Regions from separate parts of the Mus musculus genome. Here regions 1, 3, 4 and 5 are each linked to region 2. The links are chromatin contacts, called in public promoter capture Hi-C maps. All regions are on one chromosome and are shown on one strand. Each heading gives the region's core, a stretch centred on a gene start, on an enhancer-like site or on the middle of the called end of the contact. The rest is flanking DNA. Distances are from core to core; before and after follow the strand shown. Region 1 overlaps Spata13 (spermatogenesis associated 13). Region 2 holds the start of Cdadc1 (cytidine and dCMP deaminase domain containing 1). Region 3 holds the start of Fgf9 (fibroblast growth factor 9). Region 4 holds the start of Mipep (mitochondrial intermediate peptidase). Region 5 has its middle 20 kb from the start of Zdhhc20.

What was found. Promoter capture Hi-C pulls out the DNA fragments that hold promoters and counts their contacts.
Region 1: a promoter capture Hi-C map of pre-B cells shows a contact between it and region 2, with 5 times the contacts expected there. The contact joins the enhancer-like site here to the promoter of Cdadc1 in region 2. A contact is called at or near these places in 6 of 39 promoter capture datasets (the 3T3-L1 cell line, 3T3-L1-derived adipocytes, embryonic stem cells and 2 more), 2 of 15 datasets of contacts at CTCF or cohesin (large pre-B cells and pro-B cells), 54 of 484 Hi-C or Micro-C datasets (the 3T3-L1 cell line, the AML12 cell line, B cells and 35 more), 8 of 115 datasets of contacts at active chromatin or transcription factors (the 230-238 cell line, T-cell acute lymphoblastic leukemia, astrocytes and 5 more) and 2 of 9 other capture datasets (embryonic stem cells and liver).
Region 3: a promoter capture Hi-C map of liver shows a contact between it and region 2, with 7 times the contacts expected there. The contact joins the promoter of Fgf9 here to the promoter of Cdadc1 in region 2. A contact is called at or near these places in 7 of 39 promoter capture datasets (the 3T3-L1 cell line, embryonic stem cells, liver and 2 more) and 2 of 115 datasets of contacts at active chromatin or transcription factors (astrocytes and large pre-B cells).
Region 4: a contact with region 2 is called in a promoter capture Hi-C map of pre-B cells, with 6 times the contacts expected there. The contact joins the promoter of Mipep here to the promoter of Cdadc1 in region 2. A contact is called at or near these places in 8 of 39 promoter capture datasets (the 3T3-L1 cell line, 3T3-L1-derived adipocytes, the C10 cell line and 5 more), 3 of 484 Hi-C or Micro-C datasets (B cells, CD4 T cells and pre-B cells) and 2 of 9 other capture datasets (embryonic stem cells and liver).
Region 5: a contact with region 2 is called in a promoter capture Hi-C map of pre-B cells, with 2.8 times the contacts expected there. The contact joins the enhancer-like site here to the promoter of Cdadc1 in region 2. A contact is called at or near these places in 5 of 39 promoter capture datasets (hippocampal neurons, liver, maxillary cranial neural crest and 1 more) and 1 of 115 datasets of contacts at active chromatin or transcription factors (astrocytes).

Annotation. Positions count from the first base shown.
Region 1 is chr14:60,708,017-60,713,555 of GRCm38.p6, reverse strand. Spata13 (spermatogenesis associated 13) reads right to left here. Exons shown (of 13, transcript NM_001033272.2): 4 at 3,987-4,131. Among named protein-coding and RNA genes, the nearest start is that of Gm41165, 26 kb to the right of the region's middle. Within about 2 kb of position 4,220, at least 90 of the 459 cell types and tissues checked have an H3K27ac peak or open chromatin away from gene starts, as enhancers often do. A contact at or near this core is called in the 230-238 cell line, B cells, CD8 T cells and 11 more, where this site is marked.
Region 2 is chr14:59,594,858-59,600,234 of GRCm38.p6, reverse strand. Cdadc1 (cytidine and dCMP deaminase domain containing 1) reads left to right here and starts at 2,276. Exons shown (of 10, transcript NM_027986.3): 1 at 2,276-2,480; 2 at 3,276-3,373. The coding sequence starts at 2,399.
Region 3 is chr14:58,069,487-58,075,055 of GRCm38.p6, reverse strand. Fgf9 (fibroblast growth factor 9) reads right to left here and starts at 2,370. Exons shown (of 3, transcript NM_013518.4): 1 at 1,724-2,370. The coding sequence starts at 2,000.
Region 4 is chr14:60,780,993-60,786,141 of GRCm38.p6, reverse strand. It overlaps Mipep (mitochondrial intermediate peptidase), which reads right to left and starts at 1,576. Exons shown (of 19, transcript NM_027436.3): 1 at 1,272-1,576. The coding sequence starts at 1,454. It overlaps Mipepos (a long non-coding RNA gene), which reads left to right and starts at 1,593. Exons shown (of 3, transcript XR_001781278.2): 1 at 1,593-1,669; 2 at 1,781-2,128.
Region 5 is chr14:57,907,391-57,912,385 of GRCm38.p6, reverse strand. No RefSeq gene overlaps it. Among named protein-coding and RNA genes, the nearest start is that of Zdhhc20, 20 kb to the right of the region's middle. Within about 2 kb of position 1,710, at least 286 of the 459 cell types and tissues checked have an H3K27ac peak or open chromatin away from gene starts, as enhancers often do. A contact at or near this core is called in hippocampal neurons, liver and pre-B cells, where this site is marked.

The sequences.
Region 1 (5,539 bases), core at 2,971-5,470, 1.1 Mb before region 2:
AGAATTGCTTTTTAACTCTTTAGAGAGAGTGAGCTTGCAAGCATGCATGCTGGAGAGCCGATGGCTTGACTGGATAGCTAGAGGAAGGAGGGGAGAGCAGAAGGTGACTATGCCTTGGTATGGGGCCAAGGGTATGAAAGACATATCAGAAGACCCTGAAAAGCTTACAAAGTGAAATGCAAAAGATGCTGCTTAATAGCCACATGGGCATGATGCTCACGGTGCACACATTGGCTCATCTTCTGTACTTTTTAAAAAAAGACTTATTTATTTATTATATGTAAGTACACTGTAGCTGTCTCCATGCACTCCAGAAGAGGGCATCAGATCCCATTACAGATGGTTGTGAGTCACCATGTGGTTGCTGGGAATTGAACTCAGGACCTTTGGAAGAGTAGTCAGTGCTCTTAACCGCTGAGCCATCTCTGCAGCCCCTTCTCTACTTATCTTGATGCAGTGGACTCAGGATGAAACAAAACACCCACCAGGCCATGGCTGCAGAAAGGATGTCCAGTCTGAGCTAGACCACAGGGCCTGCCCTCATCAGGGTTAATGATACGGTTCTCTGTAGGAACCAGATAGCTACTTGTGGTAAGCTTATTACAATGGACATTTTTATAAAAGAAGTGGGCAATGATTTGTCCTCCCTGAAAAAGCCACTTGTGCTGGACACAGATTATTCATGCCCCTCTCTGGCCTCACCAGAGGCTCCCAGACAGCCATGGCATCTCCTAGATGCCACCTAGAACTTCCCAGTGACTGGGTCACATCTAACACCACCTCAATGTAACTCAATTGCCTAGGAAACCCGGGGACACACCCTGGTGCTGCCATGATACCCTGCAGGGGCACATGCTGTGAACCTGTGACTCATGTCACCGAGGGATGCTAAGCCACAGCTGGAAACCATGGGTAAACACAGAAGCAGCTACTCTCTTACTCCACAGCGCACTTGCAAAACATTTTCCTCCCAGAAGCACTGCTCTGGCAAAACGGAATTTCATCTCCAAAAGAAGTCCTTCCATGGCACATCCCAGTTCTAGCCACAGAGTCAGACAAAGCCGGAGCTAGTCATTTCGAGTTCCTCTTGCGTCAGGGAAATGAACACCCGTGGGAACTGTGGGTGGCCTTTGTGGTCACTAACACTGAGGATACTCGGTAGGACTCATAGAGCAGCCTCATATCCATCTTCTCTTTGTTTGCCTTACTCCAAGCTACTATACGTGCTTTGTTCCTTCGTTCTCTCTGATTTTAATCTTTTTTATTCATCTTTAGGATTTTCAGGCGAACCTGGAAATCACAGTGAGGCCCAAGCTAATTTGGCTAACTTGGCCTCCTGAGATTACAGACATTGCACCACCACATACATAGGCCATTCTCCCTTCCAAAGCACAAATCAGGAGCCACCGCCCTAGACATCCTATGACATATCTGTGCCCTCAGACGCTCAACACACACACACACACACACACACACACACACACACACACAAAGAGGTTTTGCTTTTCTTTTGTTTTTCAAGACAGGATTTCTCTGTGTTGTCCTGGCTGTCCTGGAACTTGCTCTGTACACCAGGGTGTCCCCAAGCTCCGATCCACCTGCCTCTGCCTTCCTAGGGCTGGGATTAAAGGGGTGTTCTACCACATCCAGCTCTGTCTTGTTTTTAATTGGAGCACAAACTTGAACCCACCATTTTCCAATTGGCAATGGGTCCACATCGTACTCAGAAGCCCTGGTCCTCAGGAATGAGTTGCCTTCCATTTAGCTACTACCCCTGACCACAGTGCCCTCTTCTGTCCATGTCTCCTGAGCACAGTCACTCTGATCTCCTTGCTAACCTTGGTGGAACATCTGCTGCTGCTCCAGGGGACCTCACTCACTCTTCCTCATCACCCAGGTTCTGGTGACTACTCAGGGTCACTCCTGCCCCTTCCTGTCCTCCCCCACCCCTCCTCATTTTCTTGCGAGCACTAGTGACTTAGGGAATCCTACCAGGAAGCCATTCAAATGCTGGAGTGTACAGTACCCCTCTGTATCCGAGGGTCCTTTGGATGACAAGCTCCTCTGTGGATACTCAAGCCCCTTTACTTAAAATAGTTGCCTTAGCATATAACATATACATTCTCCTGAATACTCGCAATCATCTCTAGATGACTCACAAAACTTGTACAATGTAAACAGCATGTGCACACTTGCTCAAGTCTAGTGCGTAGGTCATGAAAAGGGTGGAGCTGGAACACGGAGCATGTGAGACCCTGGGTTCATGCTCAACGGAGAGGAGTCTGGGCATATTCATTGAAGATATAACTCTTCTCACTATTTCCAGTGGATTAACTGTGTAAATGGTATAGGTATAGCAGTGTAGGTTTGGCCATGGGCATACCCCACCTTGCTGTCTTCTCCTTCACGATGCCCCTGTCCTAGCCAACAGTTCCCTGCCAATCATTCCCCTCTCACAGAGCTTTAAGGGATGGAGGAGCTCTGTCACCTCTGGGTGTCACCTCTGGGAGCGAGGCCTACCCTTCTCCTGTACTAACACTGACGGCAGGGGGCTAAACCCCTGTCCAAATGCGGAGCCCACAAACGGACTCCCAGACCTTGACCTTGCCCCACCACCTACACCATGAACAGGCCACTGGGCTCAAGTGGCTGGAGATTCCCTCCTGGGATCCTGACTCTTGCAAGTACAACTGGAGAGTAGAGTAGGGCAGGCTAGCCTTTCCCCTTCTCCTGGTGGAACCATGCCCAACCTTCTGTGACTACCAGGAGCTATCGTATTATCCTCAATGTTTTATATGGGAGCACCCAACACCTTCCTAATTCATTCCCCCCTTTTTTTCTCCCTCTCCCTCTCTCCCTCTATGGTTTTTCTAGATGAGGCTTTTCTGTATAGCCCCGGCTGTTCTAGAACTAGCTCTATAGATCAGACCGGCCATAAACTCAAAGATCTGTCTAAGTGTTGGGGTTAAAGGCGTGTACCACCACGCCATCTTTTCTTTTTCCTTTCAATTCAGAGTCTCACGTAGCCCAAGTTAGCCCCACACTTGTAACTGAGGAGGACCCTGAACTTCTGGTTTTCCTGCTTCCATCTCCCAAGTACTGAGACTCCCGGCATGTTCCACTCTGCGCCGTTTTACATTAGGGTTTAAGCTCAGGGCTTTGTGAGTGCTGGGCCAGCACCCCACCAAATGAATGCACCCCAACACCCTTTTTTCTTAAACTAGTCAGTTAGTTTTACTGTTTTCAAACAAAGAACCCTAAGAGGTTTGTCTCTGTTTTTCTTTATAAATTAAAAAAAAAAAGTCACATAGACCATGAAACAGGCTTCTTGGCTGTATGTGAAGGCTGAGGAGAGACCCCCTCTGTTCCTCATAACCTAGTGTTTTCCATGCCTTTCTGATCCTTGTTGGTATCTGAGCACATGCAGGCATGATAGACATCGGGACAATTCGCTAAAGCACTTTTGATTGACCTGAACCCCCAAATGATGGTGGCATCCCTGCTCCAGACCCCTAATTGTGACCTAGATGGAAACACGGTCTTTGCAGGTGGCGAGTTAGGATGAGGGCCTTGGGGTGGGGAAGGGGCCCACTTGAGACGGATGTCCTTACAAAAGAAGGCACATTTGCAACAGGGCGAATGTCACAGAGTGTGCAGGTGGAGACAGGCTGCATGGGCCAGCCAGGGAGCCCTGAGGCTGGCAGAAGCCAGGCGAGGTTCAGCTCCCCATTCCTGCATCCTCAAAAAACCAAAAAACTACCCTCCACACCAGAACCTTAGGTCTCTAGCCTGGTCATCGGTTTACCCTGGCATGGCTCTGCAGCAACTCAAGAGACATGCAGACTTGACAGGAGTTTGAAATCCTGAGTAACCCAGATAATAACTTCCACACTGCCCTGGCCACAAGATGGGAAAAGTGCAGAATCCCTTGGTGCCTCAGGCTCCCTGGTCCCAGACAAAAGATTCCAGGAAGCCCCAAGACTCACCATTGGATGTTTTCATCTGCCGTCGCCGCCCCACGCGGTCCAGCCCGATGGGAGTGCTCTGAGAGAAGGTGAAGGGCCGGAGGCGGGCAGACACAGCCTTGTAGGGTGGAACTTGGTGTGCAGGCACAGGAGGCCTGGCTGCTGGCTGTGAAAGGAAGTGAGAAGCTGTGAGAAGGTGCCAGGAAGTCTCAGCTCCTGCGAGCCACAAAACAGTTCTGTGTTCTCGCCTTGAAGCCACTGGCAGATGTGGAGTGTCTTCTTCAAACCCCCGCCAGCAGCTGTATGCTGCACCAAGCTCTGTAGCAATAGGCTGTTCTAAAGTTCCAACAGGCAGCTTCAAAGCTGGCTCTGTCACACTTCTTCCTACTTGTGAGAGACATGCCGGTGGGGAACAGGGAGAGAAAGAGAGGCCTCTGAGGGAGAGGAAGGCTGAGGCAGCAGCAGAGCTGTGAGCGACAGTTAGGAAAGCACGGTGACCATAGCAGCATCCGAGGATGCAAGGGCAGGACCACAGCACACAGGCATGGTCACAGATCTCCAGTGACAGCTTTTATTTAAAAAGAACTTATTTAGGAGGCTGGAGAGGAGGCTCAGGATTAAGAGTGCTAGCTGTTCTACCAGAGGACCTGGATTTAATTCCTAGCACCTACATGGCAGCTCACAACTATTTGTAACTCCAGTCCCAGGGGATCTGACACCCTCACACTGGCATACATGCAAGCAAAACACCAATGCTCATAAAGTTAAAATAAATAATTCACTAAAATTGTTTTTTATCTTACATAGTTTGGGTGTATGAGAGAGAGGGGGAGAGAGAGACAGAGAGACAGAGACAGACAGACATATGAGTGGGTACCTGCAGAGGCCCAAAGAGGGTGTCTGATCCCTTTGTACTGCAGTTAAAGGTGTAAGTGAGCTGCTTCATATGGGTGTTCTATAAGAGGAATAAGAACTGTCTCCCCTACTAATGAGCTGTCTCCCCTCCTGGGCTTTTTAGGGTGTATACTAGGGTCTCACTTTGTAGACCAGGCTGGCCTCAATCCCCCAAGTTCTCTGCCTCAGCATCCTGAATTCTAGAATTATAGGCACAAGCACCATGTCTGGGGCACAATACTATTTTGACGATCCGAAACAAAGTGTGTTCTAAGTATCTCTGACTATCCTTGCCTCAACTGTGCCTTGCATTTAGATACATTACAGTTTGCTTTAGTTTAGTTAGAAATATTTCCCAACAAGTGGAGCACCTGAAAACAAAAGGATCTTAAAGACCTTGTCATATCTTTAACTTCACTTTTGCTTGTGTCTTTTGCTTGTCTCTGAGGCATGGTCTCATAACCCACAATAGTCTCCCTTGGCTGAACGGACTTGAATTCCTCACCCCCCCCCCCACTTCCTTCTCACAAGAGCTGGGGTCACAGCTGTGTGCCACCACACTGGCCTTATAACTTTACTTGAAGAATTCAACTCAACTGACTTAAGCAAGGGTTTTAGAGTGTTTGCTACAAGCAGGACATTGTGCTGAGCTTGGCAGGAAAAACTTTAACACACAGCCC
Region 2 (5,377 bases), core at 1,027-3,526:
TGTATATGAATGTGTGTGAGTTTATGCATATTTTCTGTGTAAAAGTTTTTCTTCCTGGGAGTGTCTCTCTTCTCCTGGTTCAATAAAAGTTTATTGCTCCAAACCTCCTTCCTGCCTGACAAGCAAGAGGTGGGACTTCTGAGCAAAAGAGAAAAACGCACTAGCAATTACTTTATTACTTGATCCCCTGATGTTAGGCTACAGGTATTAATCACCTAAGATAGCATTTCTTTAACCCTCAGAGTGAACAAGAAAGTGTTTAGGGTTGTTTTGTTTTATTTTCTTTTTAAGAAATTACCAGCAAGCATTCATTATAGTTAGAGAGGTAGATGTCCAGAGACTGTAAGTCTTTAAACCTTCCTCTGAGACCACCAGTCTTTAAGCTACCTCTATGTACAACTCTGTGACCCACTTCAACCTATTCAATGCCAGGCAGACTCCTGGAACTATCATACCAGTATAATTCCTAACTCCTTTCTAAACATTTATCTTAACACTCCCAGGTAAATGCAACTCTTATCTCTCCTCAGCATTATCTATCTATCTATCTATCTATCTATCATCTATCTATCTATCCATCTATCTATCTATCAAGATGGGCATGCTAGCATATGCCTTTAATTCTAAGACTCAGGAGTCTACGCTGTGTGTTCTAGGCCAGCCAGGACTTCACAGTGAGACCCTTTCTTAAAAAGACAAACACACACACACACACACACACACACACACACACACACACACAGAGAGAGAGAGAGAGAGAGAGAGAGAGAGAGAGAGAGAGAGAGAGAGAGAGAGAGAGAGAGAGAATGGAGCAGAGGAGGAGGAAGGTAGTAGCAACAGCAGTTCTCAAAATGTAGAGAACAACTGACCTTGCATATCCAGTCCTGAAGGTTGGATCTAGAACTCAACCCCTACACCTAACGTTCAGGATCATCTCAGAAAGGGGGGAGGGGGATGAAAAGACTGTAAGAGCCAGAGAGGATCAGGAAGCTGTCAGAACATTGTCTTCTAGTTGTTGCAGGAAAGCTCCACCTACAAAATTTCAACAACATGGCTGCCAAAACAAGACCCGAACAATGCCAACACCAGCTAACTTGCCAACATGGGTGAAATCTCCCAGGGGTCCCATATCTAGATGAAGGGTAAATAATAACAGAGGAGAAATTAGTCTTCCCCAAGAATAAGTCCCCTCAACTAGTTATCCAGTACCAAGTGATCAGTCCTAAAAGCATATACATACAAGCACATATATGTAGAGATATATGTGTGTATATATTATATACATATATAATACATGTATATAAACAATAGTGGTTAAAGAAAAACCATGAATTAATTTAAAAATGATCAGGGCCTCGGGGAGGGGGGAGATTTGTAATGATATTATATTTTAAATAAAAATAAAACTATTTTTACAATTTTTGTTCAAATATCCATCTCTGGAGTTAAGGGTTGTAGTGACCCACTCTGGATGTGGGTGTTGGGAACTGAACTCAGACCCACTGGAAGAGTAGGAAGTGTTCTTAACTGCTGGGCCATGTTTCTGACCTCTCCAGGCTTCATTTTACACTTTATATTTTTCACTGGGGGCTGAGGAGATGGTTCATTGTGTACATGCTTTAGATATAAGCTTGAGGAGTTCCTTCTGGATCCCTCAAACCCACATTAAAAAAAAAAAAAGGTCTGAGTAAAGCTGCACCAGCCTGTAGTCACAAGTGTGTAAAGTCTGAGACAGGAGGATGAAGCTCCAGTGTAGCCAACCAGTGAGCTCCAGATCCAAGCAGAGACCCATTCTCAAAACAAACATTTGGAGGGCCATATAGAGGAAGATACCCTCTGTACGGTAAGCGCGCACACGTACGCTCTATTTACAAATTCATTGGGACGGACAACTCAGATTTTTCAGGTTCCGCTGTCTACTTAACTCTTCGATCCTCCCAGTTCTCTTCTCATAGTTTGTGTGAGTTTGGATATGAAGCAGAACCAAATACCCTGGGATCCGCCCACATCTGACGGCTGGGTTCCGATGGCCCTGCTTCCCCCACCTCGCCCACTCCGGTTCTATGTTCGCCTCTCTCTGTTTAAGTCCTCCACCCTGGTCCCCTACTGTCCCGAACCAAGACAACTTCAAGCGTCCTTCTTTCTGCAAAAATCACTGAACACAGCCTGCTACACAGAGTAGCATAACTGATAGATAACCACCACCACCACCTCGGTGCGCCGGACTCTGACGTCACATTAAGCGCCGGAAGCGATGGGGGGGGCATACCGAGACGTCATCTTGCTGCGCAGAACAAGCGGTTGTTGACAGGCCGCAGAGGTGGCCGTAGGCGAGCTTCAAGGAACCTATCATGCCTGACCGGGCAAGCTGTCCTGGGCCGAGGCCTTTGGGCTGGGGATGAAAGAAACGGATCAGATGCAGAGTTTGGAGGGTTCCGGGGCCGAGAGGTCAGTCGGCACGCAGACGGGCAGCATGACGGGTGAGTGCGGTGGCCTTCTCTCCCGCCCTGCCCCTCTCCTGGCGCTCTGCACGCTTGCCCGAGTCTCCCTCCAGCTCCGCATCCTGCCTGTCCTGTGTCTCCGCACAGCCCAGCACCCTCCCTGCTCTATGTCTCCTTCCCGCCCTGCTAGCCTGCTACTCCCCCCCCCCCCCCCACACACACACATACTGCACCTCCCTGACACCCTGCCTGCCCTGTGACTCACAGCGACTCCTGTCTGCCCCGCCGTCCCTGGTCTCCTTGCCAGGCGCGCGTCCCGGACACTGTGCTGTCCAGGCTTCATAGGTCGCGTCCTGTCCTGCACTGGTGGGTGGTTGCACCTAGAGTCAGTATCCCGGAGCTGAAGAGCCTGAAATTGCGCTTTGGCAAATTCACCACCCGTGATACCTCCCTCAAGTTTTGCCTTATGGTTGAAGATCAATCATGTTCCAACCATTGCCCTTTTAGCAATGCCAGGTTCCAGAGGGGTAGGGGTGGGGACCTTGCTCCTCGGCTACATCAGAGAGGAGCCCTTATCCTATTGATTGATTGATTATTTCCAGAGCCTTTGTATCAGTTTTACTATTTTACCTGTGGGGTGAGCTGGAGAAAAAAAAAGCACCCAACTTTGGAAAGTGCCACCCGAGGTCACTGAAAGTGAGGTTGTGGCCACTCTTGCTAAGGAAGCTTTTATTCTCCTGCCTGCCAGACCATCTGCAGCTCACTCGTAGCTTTGAGCTTAGCTCCTCTGCCTTCACTAGTGAAATTCTGAAGTGCTTGCCTTCTCTTTTGTAGGTCAAATACCAAGGCTTTCTAAAGTGAACCTTTTCACCCTGCTCAGTCTCTGGATGGAGCTCTTCCCAGGAGTGGAAGCCCAAGGGCAAAAATCTCAGGTATACCTTATTTCCATAGAGAGTGTTTACCCTTGGAAAAGCAGTAGTCTAAGTCTGGTTTCATTGGCCAACTGTAGTCCTAACAGCCAAATGCAGCAAGAACCTAGGAATGGTGTCATGGCTTTTGTATGCTGTGCCTGTAACCACAGCGAACTAGCTCATATTTCCAGTCTGAAAAGTTATTTCTAGTGTGTGCCATGATTACCAGGTATTAAGGCTTTTCTTTTGGAGACATTTAGCGCCTTAAAAATGTGCATTGTAAAAGTCAGTTTGCTAGTAATACAAAATTTGGAAATCCTTTTAGCTTTATTGTCCATATTTTATCTCATCGTAATTCTGTTATATACATTTAACTTGAATCCCTTTTCAGTGCAAAAGTTTTTTTTCTCACCCTTGGTTTCTGGCATCCTCTCCTTCATCTGACAGATACCATGGAGGTTTTGTTTATTTAAGAGAAATAAGTTGGTTTTGTTTTAAATATTTTATTTGAAATCTTGTTTAGAAATCTGACCCATACCTGTTATCAGTTTAAGGCTTTAAAAATTAAAATCTAACTGGACATGGAAATAATTGCAAGAGGCATCAAAAGAAATCCTTGTTTTCTGAAAGCCGGCCAACTTGAAAAGAGGCTTGACCTAGAGACGCACAACTTTCATAACCTGACCCATCCCTGCTATTGTTCACCATGTTACAATCTTTCCAACTGTGCTTCATGCCCATATTTCCCAAGGCCATAGCCATGAAGTCACAATGCCAGGTAGGGGTCCATGAAGGCACCCTCCAAGTTATTCTAACAGTGTGTGCTAGCTTGAGAGCTTGGTTAGCAGTTTTAATGTTATCTGTATGGAAAGTATGTTTTAGCTACCAGAAAACCAAATTTACAAAATGCATAGATTACCATTATCACCTGTTTGTCATCTACTGTCAGGAAAGCATATGTGTATATTATTTTTATTAGTTTGGGTATCATGGCTGCTGCAGAGAAGCAAAACTAGTGGTAGCAATAGAGAAGAGCAGAACTAGTCCATTTTCATAATTTTGTACAAACATTATCATTATTATTATTATTACTGAAGATAATCCAATAAGCCAGAAGCATTAAAAAAATCATACTACATATGCTTCCAGGAGACTTCTCTTTGCATTAGATAATTTACTTAAAATATTTTTCAATTTTTCTCGTCTCCTTTCTAATATAAATCAGGACTACATGTCTAGTGGTGGCACAGCCCGCAGTGGACTGGGCTCTCTCATGTCAATCATTAATCAAGAAAATACCCTAAAGGCACACACACACAGCAATATGATAGAGGCAACTTCTTAATTGAAGTTCCCTCTTCCCAGGGGTCTCTAGGTGTGTCAGGTTGACAAAAAAACCACACAGAGCATGTCACAGAAGCTCCAAGATGCAGTTTGGCTTGCAGCTGTTTAAAGTATGTGTTCATTATTTATGAAGTGAACAGAGGAAAAATCCTCACTACTCTACCACCTAGAGACTGTTGACACTGTCTATTGTTCTATCCTTTTTCTTTTACTCATTTGAGATATTCTGGAACTTCCTTAAGTAGAGAAAAGAAATACATGGGCTGTGGTGTCATTTTGTGCATGGGGGCAGCCAGTGATTCATAACCAGCCTGCCTGAGTTCACATTCCAGTTCAAGCTCTTGCTACTTTGTGTAACTTTGAATACTCTATTTTACATTTATTTGTCTGTCAGCTTCTATTTTAGTATAGTGGAAAATACCAGTACGTACAGCGTGTTTTGTCTTGAGGTCCTGGTAATTGAACCAAGAGCCTTGTACTTGTAAGATAAGTGCTTCAAACCCTGAACACACTGCTAGCTTACTACGTGGAGTTGTTCTAAGCAGTGAATGAGTTAAACTAATAACACTTTTAGTGCCTGGAGCTACTTTAGACTGTTTTGATTATGATTTTAATAAATTGTAAAGCACTGTTGCACTGATGGGCATTTACATTGTCTCTTTTGCCAGATTTAATATTTAA
Region 3 (5,569 bases), core at 1,121-3,620, 1.5 Mb after region 2:
CGCGGAACGAGAGCGACGCGGGGCCGGGGGCTGAGCCCGCACCTGCCGGCCCGGAGCGCGGGAGGACCGGGCTCCAGCTGCCCCGGGCATCAAGCGGGCTGCCCGGGCATCAAGCTGGCTGCCCTGAACCCTAGGACACTCGATCCCCGCCGCCACCGGCCTCCCGCTGCTTGGCTTGCTCCAGAAACCCGGCTCCGTAGCAGTCCTTAAGGTGGCCAACTAGACAAGCACTCCAGTAAAGTTTAGTCTTCCCTAGCGACAGGCAGGCAGCAGCGGCGTTTACTTACGGGGTGGTGGGAAGATAGTTAGGTTAATCAGGTTAGCATTCGAAGGAATAATCGCAGCAATGAGCTACACTTTCTGTTTTTAAGCAGCGAGGGGGACACAAGTCAAGTGGGGAAAATTGACTGGGTTCACTTTTGAGCCCAGCCTCAGTAGTGAGCCAAGGGGGAAACCCTGGGCCTCAAGAATCTAGACTATCTTCATCCAGGCCTGGACCCTCCTCACCTCCCGGCAACATCCACAGACCATGAAGCTAAACACCTAGTTTAGATTTCGTTCAACATCTGGCATTAAGGCATGAGGAAGAAAAATCACCACAGGACTTGGTTTTACGACCTAGTCTAAGTGTTGTCAGGTGGGTTCACTCAGGAGTTAACTCCTTCCAACAGTCTGGTTGCCCAAACTGTGGATTTATTTTTTCTTTTTTTTAAATAAGGGGAAAAACCTAGATTCCACACACCCCGCCCCCGCCCCAACGCCAGGCAGAACTGTGTTCGCTGACTTAGCACTGCACCACTGAAGGTGCCCCGCCAGGCACGTGTGTGGAGGCACGAAAGTGGGCAGAGTCCCCACCTGAGTCTGCAGCCTTCGGTGCTGAGTCACAAGTACCCTGCTCGGAACGTGAAATCTTCGGAATGCCCTTTAAAATGAGCCTGCAGCTTTTGCAAGCGCACGCAAACACTCACACCAGAAAGCCACTCAGGAAACCCACACAAGGCTACACGCTGTGGAAATTAAAAAGCGGAGGTTGGGAACCAACGGATGGAAGAGCCGGCACCCCTAGTGGGATTTCCGCCCCCACTCGGGTCAGTTTCCCCAGGGGCTTCTGCCCCGGATGTTTCGGATCTAAAACACGACTTCAGTGCTTCCCCCAGATCACCCAGCAATCTTTGCCTGAGAGATTTCAGACCAGCCACCGGGAATAAACGACACGCTTAATTTACAATTCAGGCAGAATGCTTATTAGAGGAAAAGGGAAGGGAGAAAAAAAAACTTAATTTGAGCAAGATACCAGCTACCTACAGGAAACTGGATGCAGTTTAAAGTTCTTAGTGGTTAAAGCTTTAAACTAATGGAAATGGGTCCGTTTAAAAAGAAACTTCTTAAACCTTATCGTCTCACATATCAAATGAAAAAACTTGGGCTTTGGGTTATATTCATACTCACACTCACACACCCTCCTTTAAGAAAAATAAAGAAGAAGAAAAAGAAAAGAAGGGCCTTCTGAGGGTGAAGTTGCACCAATGCCAGACGCAGATCTGCAATTCCGGAGGCTTTTTCCCCTCCCTGGGCTGGCAAGATACTCAAAGATGTGGGGGGCAGGGGTTATGAATATGAGAATATAGCCCTTCGAGCATCCCCGCCTAACCACCACCTTTCTGGTAGTTAATAATCTGACCGTGTCAGCGCGTGGACAGTGAGGGGTTAAAGGCATACCTACCGAAGCGGCTGTGGTCTTTCCTGGTTCCCTGGATAGTACCGTTGGGGAAGATCTCTAAATGAAATCCAGTCCTGCAGTACAGCTGCCTCCGCCTGAGAATCCCCTTTAAATGATCCAAGTCCGTGACTGCGGGGCCCCGGGGCAGCCCCCCTGCTTCGGACTGACCCAGGTGGTCACTTAGCAACACCGGACTGTCCACCGGCAACACCGGTACGTTCCCGAACGGTACCGCGTCCTGCACACCGAAATAGCTCCCAACTTCACCTAAGGGAGCCATCAGAGGACTCGGCTTTTAAGCACAAGAATAAACAATAATGATGGTATCAACCAGGAGACACTAGGCGAGGTATATCCAACTCCCCTCCCTTGCCGCAGTTGCAGACAGAGAGGGAAAAAGGGTTCTTTTCTTCAATCCATCCGATGCATAAATAAAAGTAATCGGCTGTTTCTCTGGCACAGGTTCAAGGTCAAACCACTGATAGTCTAAGAAGCCACCACTTTATACTCACACACTGACATTGATCAACACAGCTATGCATCGCTACATATGGAGCCTCGACTCTCAGCAGGCAGAAAGGTCTTCATCCCATCCGACCGTAATAAGGGAAAAAAATCCGTAGTTTCTCCATTTGCTTAGAGATCAGAATGACCATAGCAACGTAAGTGCCTGGGCGATATTACAGGGATTTTTAAGATGCTCGGGCTACGTCAGAATTTACGGATCCTGACTCCAGAAAGGCATGCGCTGTTTTTACTCTCTAACCGACTCTGCAGACATCAGCATGAATCCTTCAAGGGGAAAAAAAAAATCTCACGTTGGCGGCGGCGACAAATCTCTCCTCCCAGTCCCTCCTCCAAAAAATAAAGATAATATAACAAAAAGAAGGGGGAAAAAACTTTCGGCGTCCAAAGCTAGTATCCAGAACGCTGCAGAGGCTCTGCGGAGGTCCAGCGGCTTGCAGTGAGGCGAGCGGCAAGCGGCGGGCGAGGACCGCGTCCCGGAGCTCGCGTGCTGCCCGGGCTGCCGCGAACAGGTGTCGCCGCGCGGGCCGCGCAGCGCCGTGGCCGCGGAGCGCTCCTCCTGCGCAGCCCCCGCCGGCGCGCAGAGTGGCGCAGGCGGCGGCATTGGGCCGGGTTTAAGGTAGCGCGGCGGCCGCCCCGCTCCGCCCGGTCCTAGCGCCCGCCCTGACGCTCGAGCCGCTCTGCCGCAGGCCGGGCACAGGCGGGCAGAGCGCGGGACTTCTCCGGGAGGACGACCTAGGAAACCCGGCTTTAGAGACGCCGGAGACGCGGTGCCAGAGACGGGAAGCAGCAGCCCGAAGACATTCGGCCACAAGAAATCTAGCTTGCTAGAGACGCAGGGTCAGAGGGGAACTGAGAAAGCAGTTTTCGCGCGGACTCTGTAACCTTGCGTCGCATTATAAAATAGACTGGGAGGGAAGGGTTGGTGTAGGGAGCTTGGTTGGACAGGGCAGTTTCTCTTTCATTCTACAGCCAGACTTACAGACGCGCAAACAATATTGCAGGTAAGACAGTTGGGTGTGAGTCAGATTCTTCTCTCTCTCTCTCCCTCTCTCTCACTCTCTCTCTCTCTCTCTCCCTCACACACACACACACACACACACACACACACACACACACACACACACAAAACACACACACTGGTGGGCCCACACTCGGGTTTGTTAAGGGAATTCTGGTTCGCATCTTTGAGTTGTTCGGGTCCTGCCTCCCCCCAGGTTCCCGCGGCTAGGAGCAAAGGGCACCCAGGGCGCCTGAAAACAGCCCCTGTCCTTGAGTTCGACTCACGCCCCAGATCTGAGTGTGCGTCTTCAGGGAGAAGGTTCCAATGAGTTCTCTCTCGCCCCCAAACAAAGCTACTCAGGACGGGCTTTGCCACCTTGAGCTCTACTTTGCCTGGAAGTGAAAGGCTCGAGTTCCAGGGTTGCTCCATGGCCCGAAGCTCTCTGCATAGCCTAAGAGCCAGACAGGAGCCGCCGGCTGGGCACGGGCGCTGTTCGCTGCTCAGGGCTCGCTCGCTGCCGCGGGTGACTTGGAAGCCGGAGCTCTGGTCCCGGGCCAGGGCTTTTGCTCGAGGCCAGCAGCCTTTGAGCCCAGCCCCATGCAGGGACAAAGAAACGCACTGCCCAGGGCAGCCAGGGGCAGGGGCCGCCGGTGGCGCTGTACGCGCCCAGCCACCAGCCAGCACCCCGATCCGCTGAGCGCGGCGTCCCCAACACAAGCACTGTCTCCGCAGCCCGCCCGAAGGCCTGGTCGTCGCCCCCCCCCGCCCCCCCCCCCCCACGCTCCTCTTTGTTCACATTGTCTTAGACTCTCGGGTCAAGATGGTGAAAGTTGCTAAGACTTGAGCGCAGCTCCCGACGGCGTGCGAGAGGGAAGCAAAGTCCAAAGACCAGAGCCCTGCAGTAGAGAAGCAAATAAAAGGCTTTTTTCTGGGGGAGAAGTCAGCCTATGGCGGCGAAGCCCTGGGGCTGGCCCTACTCCGACCAGAGGGTTTCGCCCCAAAGACGGAGGAAGCAATGAATTTGCAGATTTCGCTGGCGTTGGAGGTGCCCATCCCTGGAGCGACCTTCCCCTGCCCCCGGGATTAGAAAGCGTGCTCCCGCAAGGCCCCAAGGGAAAAGAGTGGGGCCAGGTGACCCTCCCCTCTGTCCACTCCCACACCTCTTTGCCGCAGTCTGGGGTCATCGGGAGTCCGGGCACTGGCTTCTTGAGTCTGGCTTACAAGTTTCCACTGCAGAAGAACCCTGCTGTGTGGTATTTACAGCAGTCTCATCCACGGTGTTAGAGAGCAGGCTGTAACGCTAACTGCCTAGTGGCAGATACAAGAAACTGGGAGGAAGTGACACTTCTCATAAACCATTAGAGTAGCTCGCATTAATCACCCCAAGTCGCCAAGGGCCGTGGATTAAGCAGGGGCGCTGCCTTTGTACCCTTTGGGTACAAAGTGCCAGGTTGATTTTTTTTTTTTTTTTTTTTTAATGGTAGAAGCGATCGAGAGAATGAAATGCAGACAGGAAGGCACTTTGTAAAAGGATGGAGAACAGGGCGCAGACATTTCCTCCAAGGCAGTTTTTCCACCAACTGTCTCCAACCAAGTCTTTTCGGTCTGAATTTAGCCTCTTAGCCTATGAGCAGAGATCATTTCCGCCTTTGAGTCTTGAAGCATCCTGTCCCTTTAAAAGTGATGCAGCAGTAGGAGAGAGTAAAGTAGCTGACCCAGCACTTTTGTTGGTAGAAACTGCAAGCAGCCCTTCGCATCTCATTCCCACTACAGTTAGTTTAGCTCCTTTCATCTGCATCCCTAACTCTGCCTGCAAGCTGCTTTCCTGACTCCCTGCCTCTTTGCTTGCCCATCAGGTTTCTTTGCTACTTACATTTGGTCCTTTCCCTACACAGTGATAGAAACGATGACCTTGCTGTTTCCCTGACCTTATAACGTTTCTTTCCAAGCAGTCAACGGGCTCCCATGGCAAAAGGTTTCAGGATTACTTCAGAGCTATACCATAACTACAGACTCCCCACATTCAGCTTGTAGGATGTTTTTACCAATACTCTTCAATGACTTACAACAAGATGGTGGCTTTGCTTTCTAGACACACATGGTACAACTAACTAACTGGCTTCATTACACCTGCCTGGATGACTGACTTTAAGAGAAAAAAAAAAATGCACATGAAGCAGGCATAGACAATAGACGCTCAAGCCAGCTGCCCTCGCCATATCCTTCCTCTTTGTATAGCCCTTAGTGCATTTCTGCACATTGGGGTATTCAGTAGATTCTAGTGGATCCCAATCCCCAAATTCTCTAATGCTGTCTCTCCT
Region 4 (5,149 bases), core at 327-2,826, 1.2 Mb before region 2:
AAAATAAAAAAAGCTTGAAAGTCAAATGTTTGTGGCATGCAACTATAATCCCAGCAGTCCTCCTACATCAAGATAGAAACAAGAAAACAGCCCAGAAGCTCAAGAACCAAATAGGAGCAGGAACGATAACCTGAGTATTCAGTCCAATAGCAAAACCAAGAGAGACTCCACCTCCAAAAGGTTGAAGGTTACAGATCCGGAAAGGCTGTCCTCTGGCCTGCGCCTTCCAGACCTGCATGCATTCACACACACACACACACACACACACACACACACTAAACAATGGTTTAAAATACAGGTGAAATCAGTTCTATTTCATCCACCCAAAACCAAGCTTATCTTTCTGCTAAAAGGCACTTCCAACACCAACTCCACTAATACCAGCATCATCGACCTTTATGGGTTTTGGAGGAAAATTTATATAATAAGAAAGAACTTTCAAATAGACAAAGTTAAACACAGAGATATGCCATGAAGTACAATGAAGCTATATCCCAGACTTGTCTTTAGAAAGCTGCCCAACAGTGAAAAGATAAAAAAATAAAAAAACACTTTTAGAACCCACCTGGGGGTTCATATATCAGATGTTTATAATTCATAACAGTAGCACAATTAGTTGTGAAATAGCAACAAAATAATCTTATGGTTTGAGGTCACCGCATCGGGAGGAACTGTATTAAAGAGTCACAGCATTAGAAGGGTTGAAAAATCATTGTTTTAGGACAAAAATCTTTCCTCAGTCTTCCTGCCTTTTCCTCATTCATTATCAAGTGTCCAACACCACCAAGGGCAGAGTAGAAATAGCCAAGCAATTCTGATGACTTCGTAGGCTATGCAATAAACTACAAAGCACGACAGGAAATCTGATTTTTCTCAGTAGGGTTCTGTAGGTGCTTTCTGTTTTACCGCCGGTTCTTAAGCAACTCAGGCTAGTCTCAAAGTCAGTTCGGAGCCCAAAGGACTGTCTTTTGTACCCTCTTGCCTCTACCTATCAAGACTGTCTTACAAGAGCCACTATGCCTAGTTTAACAGGTTGTTTCAGAGCAGCCTGAAGTGGACAATTAAGGTGTGATGGAGTTTTCAAAGCAAGAGTGTCGTTACAAAGCCAAGGGCAAATGTGAACTCTGAAGCCAGAAGGAAAAGAATGGAGCTTGAGTAGAGGAAAGGCTGAGTTGCCGCTGGGTCAGCCGCTCCGGGGTGCGCTTATCCCGGCACAGTCCCTTTTCAGCCAGACGCGGAGCCCGCGCTGCCCAGACCCACGGCACGCTCACCCGGCGCTCCCCCAACAGGTTCCATAGGTGGCTCTGGGGCTTGACGTTGAAGGCGGCGCCCACCGGGGACCAGCTAGTACTGACGTCCCGGGCGCAGCTCCGGCCTGTGCGTCCCTGCAGAGCCGCCGCGGCTCCCCGGCCGCACAGCCGGCGGGCGTACCGTGCCCCGGCCGCCAGCAGCATCCTCCGGACCCCGGCTCTGCCAGGCTCGGGAAGCGCGCGCCCCGCGTTTCCAAGGCAGCAGCCCACGCCGCGGAACTCGCAGGGCAGACCCGGACTTGAGCACGCTAACAATCGTTAGGAAGAGCGTCGCCCTCCACGCCTTCTGAGCAGCTCCAGTTTCGTAGCGCCCTCGTGTGTCTGGAGGAAGAAACGTCCTGGATTTGAGTTTGACAGTGGTACTAGGGCACAGGGAGAAGGAAGTCGGGTCAGGCATTGGAACTTTTTACAGGTGCCAGGAATGAATGTGAGAACTCAAGATGCTTTCTTGATGCTTTCTTGATTCTCAGAGGAGACTCAATGGCGGCGCGTGAAAGGATCCAGAAGAAACCACAAGCAGTCGAAATCCAAGGCACCTGTCTTCTCCAAAAGTTGTTGAAGTCACTTCCATGTCTGCATGCCCACCAGCTATGGTTGTGTATAGCCATGTGAATTAACTATTGGAGAATTATCATCTATTTTGACTTTGGAAACTATTGATACGGTCTAAGGGTTTTGGAATGATATAGTCTAGGAGTCTTGGTCAGGTTTGTTGTTTCTGCCAGCCGAAGAATTAAAAGGCAGGAAAAATCTGAAGACCAGCATGGAGCAGCAGAGAAATCTTAAGCATCGTGGACAGAATTAGGAGTAGAAGGAAGGTGAGTGAGGTGTGTGTTTCCTGCAACAGGCACACAGAAAAAGACTCTCTGCAAAGGGGACTCAGAAAGCTGGAGAGAGAGAAAAAGAGGGAGAGAGAGAGAGAGAGACTCCTCTCAGGGGCTGGGTTTATTATTATTATTATTATTATTATTATTATTATTATTATTTTAAGCCTCTGCAGAGCCTTCTGCTCCTAATTTAGGGCTGGAGAGTTTGAAGAAATCTAGGGTGGTTGGTTGGCCCAGAACTGTTGTGTGACATGTCCTGACCCAGTCTTGACTTCATTGAGCAGGTCCATCAGCAATGGGGTCTGGTGGTGGGAGAGGAAAACGGTAGGTTGAGGAAGAAGCTGGGCATCTTGGAGATTCACCACCATCATCACCTAGCCATGGTCCCCCCCCCCCTTTCTCTCTGCCTGCCCACCAGGGAGTCGATCTAACTCCCAGTGTCTCATCACGATAGTCTAAAATCTAAATCAGTACAGACAGGACTAATGTGAAATGTCCTACTGCGAAAATGAAAGGAAGGCAGAGGCTGGGAGGGAGGGCATTGGGAAATTGTGGTCGAGTGCCCGGGAAAGTAGAAATGACAGTGCAGACTTGGGAAAGCTTGGGGAAGTCTTTCTACACCCCTAGCCTTCTCCAGAGGAAGGACAGCCACACCACCGTGGTTCAGGGTGTAGGGTCCTGCCGGAAGCAGAGCTTTCTTTTGAAGGTGCAGTCATCTCTCCTGCAGAAGGTGACGTGAGGGGTGGCAGTCATATCTGCTTTATAGACCTTGGTAGGGGAGAAATGAACATTTTGAAGGTTTTGTGTGTGTTTGACTGGTTTGCAGACAGGCTCTCACTCCGTGTTCCAGGCTGTAACTCACCATGTATCCCAGTCTGAGCTCAAACTGGCAGTCTTGCCTCAGCATCCTCCTGGGTGCTGGGATTCCAGGCAGGAGCCACCATGCCTAGAAGGAAGGGTTTCATTATGAGAAATTCGATTTTTCCTTGAGAGATTGTTCTGGGTAGAAGGGGGGGGGCAGTAGACAGAAAAGGGACTGTGGTATCCCAGCCTTTGGGAGGTGGGGTTGAGAGGACACAGAGAGAGAGGCGGGGGGGGGGGGGGGGGGGGAGGGAGGGAAAAAAAAAAAAAGGCGGGGGAGGGAAAAAGGCGGGGGAGGGAGGGAAAAAGGTGGGGGAGGGAGGGAGAGAGGCGGGGGAGGGAGGGAGAGAGGCGGGGGAGGGAGGGAGAGAGGCGGGGGAGGGAGGGAGAGAGGCGGGGGAGGGAGGGAGAGAGGCGGGGGAGGGAGGGAGAGAGGACACAGGAGTAGCTTAGAGTGGTGATAGCATGAGTTCCCCTCACAGTGGGGTGGATGGAAGCAGAGAGAGTTCAGTGCTGGTACTTAGTTTAGCACTTCCTGTGTTCCTTTCTCTCCAGTCTGGACCCCAGCCCCTGGAACAGTACCACTCTCTTTCAGGACAGGTCCATCTCTCTTTAACTGAACCTTTCTGGAAAAGCTCTCACAGTAATGACCAGAGGGGTGTCTCAAAGGCGCTTCTAATATTGGCCATGTTGACAGTGAAGATTAGCTAGCCATCACAGCCAGGGTTTGGAAACCACCTGTAAAAGCATGTTCATTCCAGTGAGCATCTGAGTTTCGGATACGTGTGGACAATTCACCATCACTGCCAGGTACCCAGGTGGGCCGGAAGAAAATCTGCCTGAAACACTCCCTAAGAGTCCCGCAGTGAGATCGCATAAGGAAGTACAGCGTTGTGGCAAGACTGACCATTTCAAATACTGGGGTTTTCCCTGCTGGGTTTCAGACTGGCTTGAAACTCCTGGGCCCTTTTTGCCTCTCCTGTCTCCCTTTAATGGGCATCTTATGTCTAACCTAACACTGTACTTTGAAAGCAAATAACTTGCCGGACTAAAGATTTCCATCTCGCTAGATTCTTCCCAGATGTCCCACACAACAGGTCCCTCTTGTTGCTGATTTAAATGACTTCAAGGATGATTTTTTTAGGCATAAATGATAATGCTGGAATTTTGTATGTTAGGGCAGGTCTGTTGACTGATAGGACATAGGAAGGACATCAACCTGGAGGCAAGTCTAGAGGACAGACTATTGTGGGTAGAATTGTGTCTCCCTATAAGACATTTTTAAAGTACCAAGCTCTGCTGGGCGGTGATGGCACACACCTTTAATCCCAGCACTCGGGAGGCAGAGGCAGGCAGATTTCTGAGTTTGAGGCCAGCCTGGTCTACAGAGTGAGTTCCAGGACAGCCAGGGCTATACAGAGAAACCCTGTCTCGAAAAAAAAAAAAAAAAAGTTAAGTAAAAGTACCAAGCTCTGATACCTGCAAATCAGACCTTATTTGGGGTAGTGTCTTTACAGATACAATCATATTGGGATGGATCTGAATCCAAAATGACTGGTGTACTCCTCATTAGAAGAGGAAAATTTGGGCATGTGCTGTTACAGAAGGAAACCAATGCAGAGCTACAGGCAGAGACACTGAAGTGACGCACTTCAAACCAAGGGACTCCAGGGGCTACTAGAAGCTGTGTCAAGGAAGAACCTTCCTTCAGGGACTTAGTCTCAGTCTTGCTGACATGGGGACCTTGCACTTCTGCTTCCAGAGCCATGACAGGATGCATTCTGACGTTTTAAGCCATCCACCTTGATTATGGAAGTCCGAGAAAGTTATTATAGATTCAGCCCAACTATTCATTGAACTGTGTAGCATAGACACACATGTTAGAAAATAAAGTATCTGAAGCCTCCTGGGGTGTCTCACTGACATCAGCTTAAAGCTGCTCATCATGAAATGGAATAAATATTTGTTCCTGGTGTTGAAAATGGAACTCACGCGTGCTCTACAAACGCCATGCCTGCTCAGCTGTAACCCCAGCTCATTGACCATTGCATTCCCTAACAGCAGACATAATACAGCCCTTAGAGCAAGACCGTGGCATCAGCACTCTTCCCACCACCCACGCATGCAAAGGATGTCCTGGGTAAGGGAAAG
Region 5 (4,995 bases), core at 461-2,960, 1.7 Mb after region 2:
AGAAGGAGGGGGAGGAGCAGAAGGAGGGGAAGGAGCAGAAGGAGGGGAGGAGCAGAAGGAGGGGAGGAGTAGAAGGAGGGGGAGGAGCAGAAAGAGGGGGAGGAGCAGAAGGAGGGGAGGAGCAGAAGGAGGGGGAGGAGCAGAAGGAGGGGAGGAGCAGAAGGAGGGGGAGGGACAGAAAGAGGGGAAGGAGCAGAAGGAGGGGAGGAGCAGAAGGAGGGGAGGAGCAGAAGGAGGGGGAGGAGCAGAAGGAGGGGGAGGAGCAGAAGGAGGGGAGGAGCAGAAGGAGGGGGAGGGACAGAAAGAGGGGAAGGAGCAGAAGGAGGGGAGGAGCAGAAGGAGGGGAGGAGCAGAAGGAGGGAGAAGAGGGAAGAAGCAGCTGATGACTGCATTCACCTTGAGAGGGGAGAGAGCACAAAGATTGGCCTGAGTCCCCAAGAAAGCTCTGAGCAGTATACAAATTAAGACAAGACACCAACCCATACTTACCAGATTGGCAAAAAGTAGGATGTGATCTAGGAGTGTTAGCATGGACTCAGGAAACAAGATCCCTGTGTCTGCTGGCTACACACTGACAATCTTAAGGAAACTTAGAGCAAGCCTGCCTCCTGGCCAAATGTCCCCAGAGAAACATGCTAACGGTCAGAGGGTGGCTCCAAGGGCTTCCTGTCAGGACTGCCTGCACCAGTGTCCACCACTAAAGAAATAAATTGTGCCAAGGAAGATGGCACTGAGTTAGAACTGAACAGCAGGAATATAAGTCCATGTAGTAAGCTGAAGACGCAGGGGGTGAGACCTAGACCGACCACAGTTTATGTAAATCAGCAACTAGAGCTACTGACGTGGCCCAGCAGATAAAGGTGCTTGCCACCAAGCCTGACCATCTGAGTTCAAGCCCTGGAACCCACCTGGTGGGAGGATAGAATACGGTCCTACAAGTTGTCCTCTGACTGCCACATACATGTGCACTATGGATCTCTTTGAGTTCAAGGCCATCCTGGCCTACATAGAGAGCTCCAAGACAGCCAGGGCTACATAAAGAAACCCTGTCTCCAATAAATAAAACTTCAAGAGCCTATGAGATAGTTCAGTGACTAAAGGCACTTGCTGTCAAGGCTGATGACCTGATTTCAGTCCTCGGGACCCACATATTGGAAAGAAAGAACTTGACTCCCAAAAGTTGCCTTGTAATCTCCACATGGCCCTCGCACCCATAAATAAGTAAAAATAAATACATAAATAAAATCTTAATTTAAATTACTTTTTAATGTAGGCACATTAAGAATCATCATAAGAAAGAATACATGTTCTCAAAATGTGGAGTTCAAATTGACAGTACAACCTCAGCCGGGCGTTGGTGGCGCACGCCTTTAATTCCAGCACTCTGGCGGATTTCTGAGTTCGAGGCCAGCCTGGTCTGCAGAGTGGGTTCCAGGACAGCCAGGGCTATACAGAGAAACCCTGTCTCGAAAAAAAAAGAGAGAGAGCGTGACACAGTACAACCTCGTCAGCACCGTAGGATAATTGAGACAAAAAGAGAAAAGTGATCGCAGTCTCAGTGCGGACGCTTTCAAAGAAATAGAATTCAACACGAAAGTCCCACAAGATGGCGCCCTTGCATCCCAAAACCATGCCCAGGCACCCGCACGGAAGAAGGTAGGAGCAAGGCAAGGACTGTCTCAAAGGCCAGTCTGAAAGAAAACACTGCAGGCAGCATGAACTGCCACGCCCTGGTGAGTATTCAGAAGACTGCGCCTGCTGCCCGCTGGTTGGCGACGGGCTGTATTTGAAGAGGAAGGAAATGAAGCCCGGGGCAGTTCCTTCCGAGTCTTCACCACCAGAGCTTTTCTGATGGCGGTGTGCCTTTGTTTTGGTGGAATCGATCCTCCTTCCACGAGAGTGAAGTGAGAGATGACGTTTTTTTGCTTACAGCATTCGGGTTTGCAGAGGATTTGTGAGAAGTATTTGATGGTGAGAAAAACACTAATTCTAAGGCCCAGAAAAAGACAAACTATGACTATTTTCTCCTCAAATATATTGAGTCATAATTTTATCAACTATCATTACAGCATCATTTCAGAGACTAAAATCTGGAAATCACATAAATATCCAGCACCATGAAGAGGGATAAGTAGATTATATGATTGAATTCTTGGCGACCACTTCAAGTGTGAGAGGGTATGCTGGGCTAGTCTTCTGTTAACTTGACACAAGCTTGAGTCACCTGAAAGAAGGGAGCCGCAATTGAGAAAATGCCTCCTTAAGATCCAGCTTTAAGGGTGTTTTGTCAATTAATGATCATGGAGGAGTATCAGGCCCATGTGTGTGGTGCTGTCCCTGGGCAGGTGATCCTGGGTTCTATAAGAAAGCAGACTGAGAAGTCAGTAAGCAGAACCCTCCATGGCCTCTGCATCAGCTCCTGCCTCCAGGTTCCTGCCCTGTCTGAGTTCCAAACCTGACATCCTTTGGTGACGAACAGCAGTGTGGAAGTATAAGCTGAATAAACCCTTTCCTCCCCAGCTTGCTTTTGGTCATGGTGTTTCATTGCAGCAATAGAAACCCTAATTAAGACAGTGTATAAATTAAGTTGCAGGATCCTGCAGATGGAAAAGGGATTGTCTCACTGTTCCAGCCTCCTTTTTCCATACACACTGGGCTCTATGATGCTAGGCAGCGACCTGGGGATGCTGGTTGCCTTTACCTGCTGGCTGGCAGCATCCTGACCTCTGCCCACAGTGAGCAGTACAAGGGAGGCTTCAAGCCTGGGGTTGGAAAACAAGCCCTGTGATATCTCCAGTCTCGGCCTGCATCCCTGCATCATCCCTGCAGTACCAGTCTCTGGCTGCTTTTTTTTTTTTTTTTTTTTTTTTTTTTTTTTTTTGGCAAGCCTAGAACCAACTCCATTGTTTGTGCTCTCCGAAGCCCCACTAGCCTTTTCCTCTGGGCATCCTTTCCTAATCGCGTAGGACTGACTGTTCCTTCAAGCCTCTAGACTACAATAACTCCAACCTCTTGCCTTTATGCTCAGGCCGTGAACATGATAGTTGCTTCCAGCAGGGATTTCTCTGTGTTACTCCAGTGCTCTCTCTGGTTAAAATTCCCTAATACCTATTTCAAACACTTCTTTTTCTTTAATCAAATTTTCTGTTATGCTTTTTAAATTAATTTATTTATTGTATGTGCACCGGTGTTTTGCCTGCGTGTGCGTCTGTGTTGGATTCTGGAGTTACAGACAGCTGTGAGCTGCAGTATGGGTGCTGAAAATTGAACCCAGGTCCTCTGGAAGAACAGCCAGTGCCCTTAACCAATGAGCCCTCTCTCCAGCTCTGCTGTTACAATACTTAATGTGGAGTATGATAAAATGACCCTGAGCCAGGAAATAAAAATAGATGCCTATCTAGAGGGAGGACTGTCTTAGTTACTCTTCTATTTCTGTGATAAGACACCATCACCAAGGCAAATTGCAAAGAGAAACGCTTATTTGGGGCTTAAACTGCCATAGGGTTAGAGCTTATGACCACCGTGGTGTGAAGCACGGCAGCAGGCAGGCAGGCATGGCATTGGAACAGTAGCTGAGAGCTCTCATCTTGAGACACAACCATGAAGAAGGGAGAAAGAAAACATTCAGAATGGGCTAGCTTTTGAACCTCAAAGCCAGACCCTAGCAACACACTTAGTTTAATAAGACCATGCCCCCTAGTCATTTCCAAATAGTTCCAGGAGCATTTGAGGACCATTCTCATTCAAACCGCCACCCAGAGAACAAAGGCCACAGTTCATTTCCTTCCTCTTCCTTCACCCAACAGCAGCTGCTTCTGAGCACTTGTAAACATTCACCAGGGTGTGGCAAGTCTAAAGACTTGGTGCTGTGAATTCTGTGTGAAAGAATTTTTTATTTTGTTTTTGTTCGTTTGTTGAGAGGGTCTGTGTAGCCCTAACTGTCCTAGAACACACTCTTGTAGACCAGGCTTTGAACTCTCGGGTCTGCCTGCCTCTTGTCTTCTGAGTACTGGGATTAAATGTGCATGCCACCATGCCCAGCTACTTATTTCATACCAAGCCTACCCATATATACATGTATTATGCATAAAATTTCACTTAATCCCCATAACAAATGCTATGAAAATGGCACTCGTTATATAGTAGCAGAACCTAGTCTGAGGATAATAGACAAAATCTACAACATCCATTGTTAATGAAAGATGAAATGGAGACTTGAACCCAAATATCTGATTCTACAATCTGTATTTTCCCTACTAAACCCTTAAAGACCTTGTTATGGTCTGGATGCCATTTGACATCCCCAAAAATGCATGATTGAAGCTTGGCCCCCAGTGGAGTGATGTTTAAAGGTGGTTGTGGGGCATTGGACTATGCACAGACAACCTGGTTTCCGGTCAAGGCTAGATGTTGAACCCCTGGACCCGGTGGTGATAATTCACCTACATGAGATGGAAGGAGTTCTCTCATGTCTCCTAGAACCCTGCCTCCTGTCCAAGTTACTGCCCCTTCAGCCCCCACAAGAGAAGCATGGTTAGTAGTCACGTAGACAATGTCCCAAGCTTCTGACCTTCAGGCTAGACTCCTCCCCAGTTACTAGCAACAGAAAAGATAACAGCATACTATAAGAGGGCCTGCTTGGCCTCACCTCACTCTCTTACTCCTCTTATATTTATACTCTTCTTACTTTCTCCTTTCCTCTCCTTTCTCTTCTCTCTCACTCTCTTCCTCTCTCTCCTTCTTACTTTCTAGCCTTTCTTCTTTCTCTCTCCTTTCCCCTTTCTCCTCTTGGCCATGGCCGGTCTCTCTCTCTCTTACCTTTTCTCTTTCTCCCTGCCTTTCTACAATAAAGCTCTAAAACCACAGACTGTCTCTGTTCATCAAGGCCCGCTGTGCAGACTCTCGCCTGTATGGGAACCTCTCCCTCTATGCCCTCTTTCCCATAACTCCAGGGCTACAGGGTGTTGCCCCCAGGGAACCCAGTCAGGGAATGCC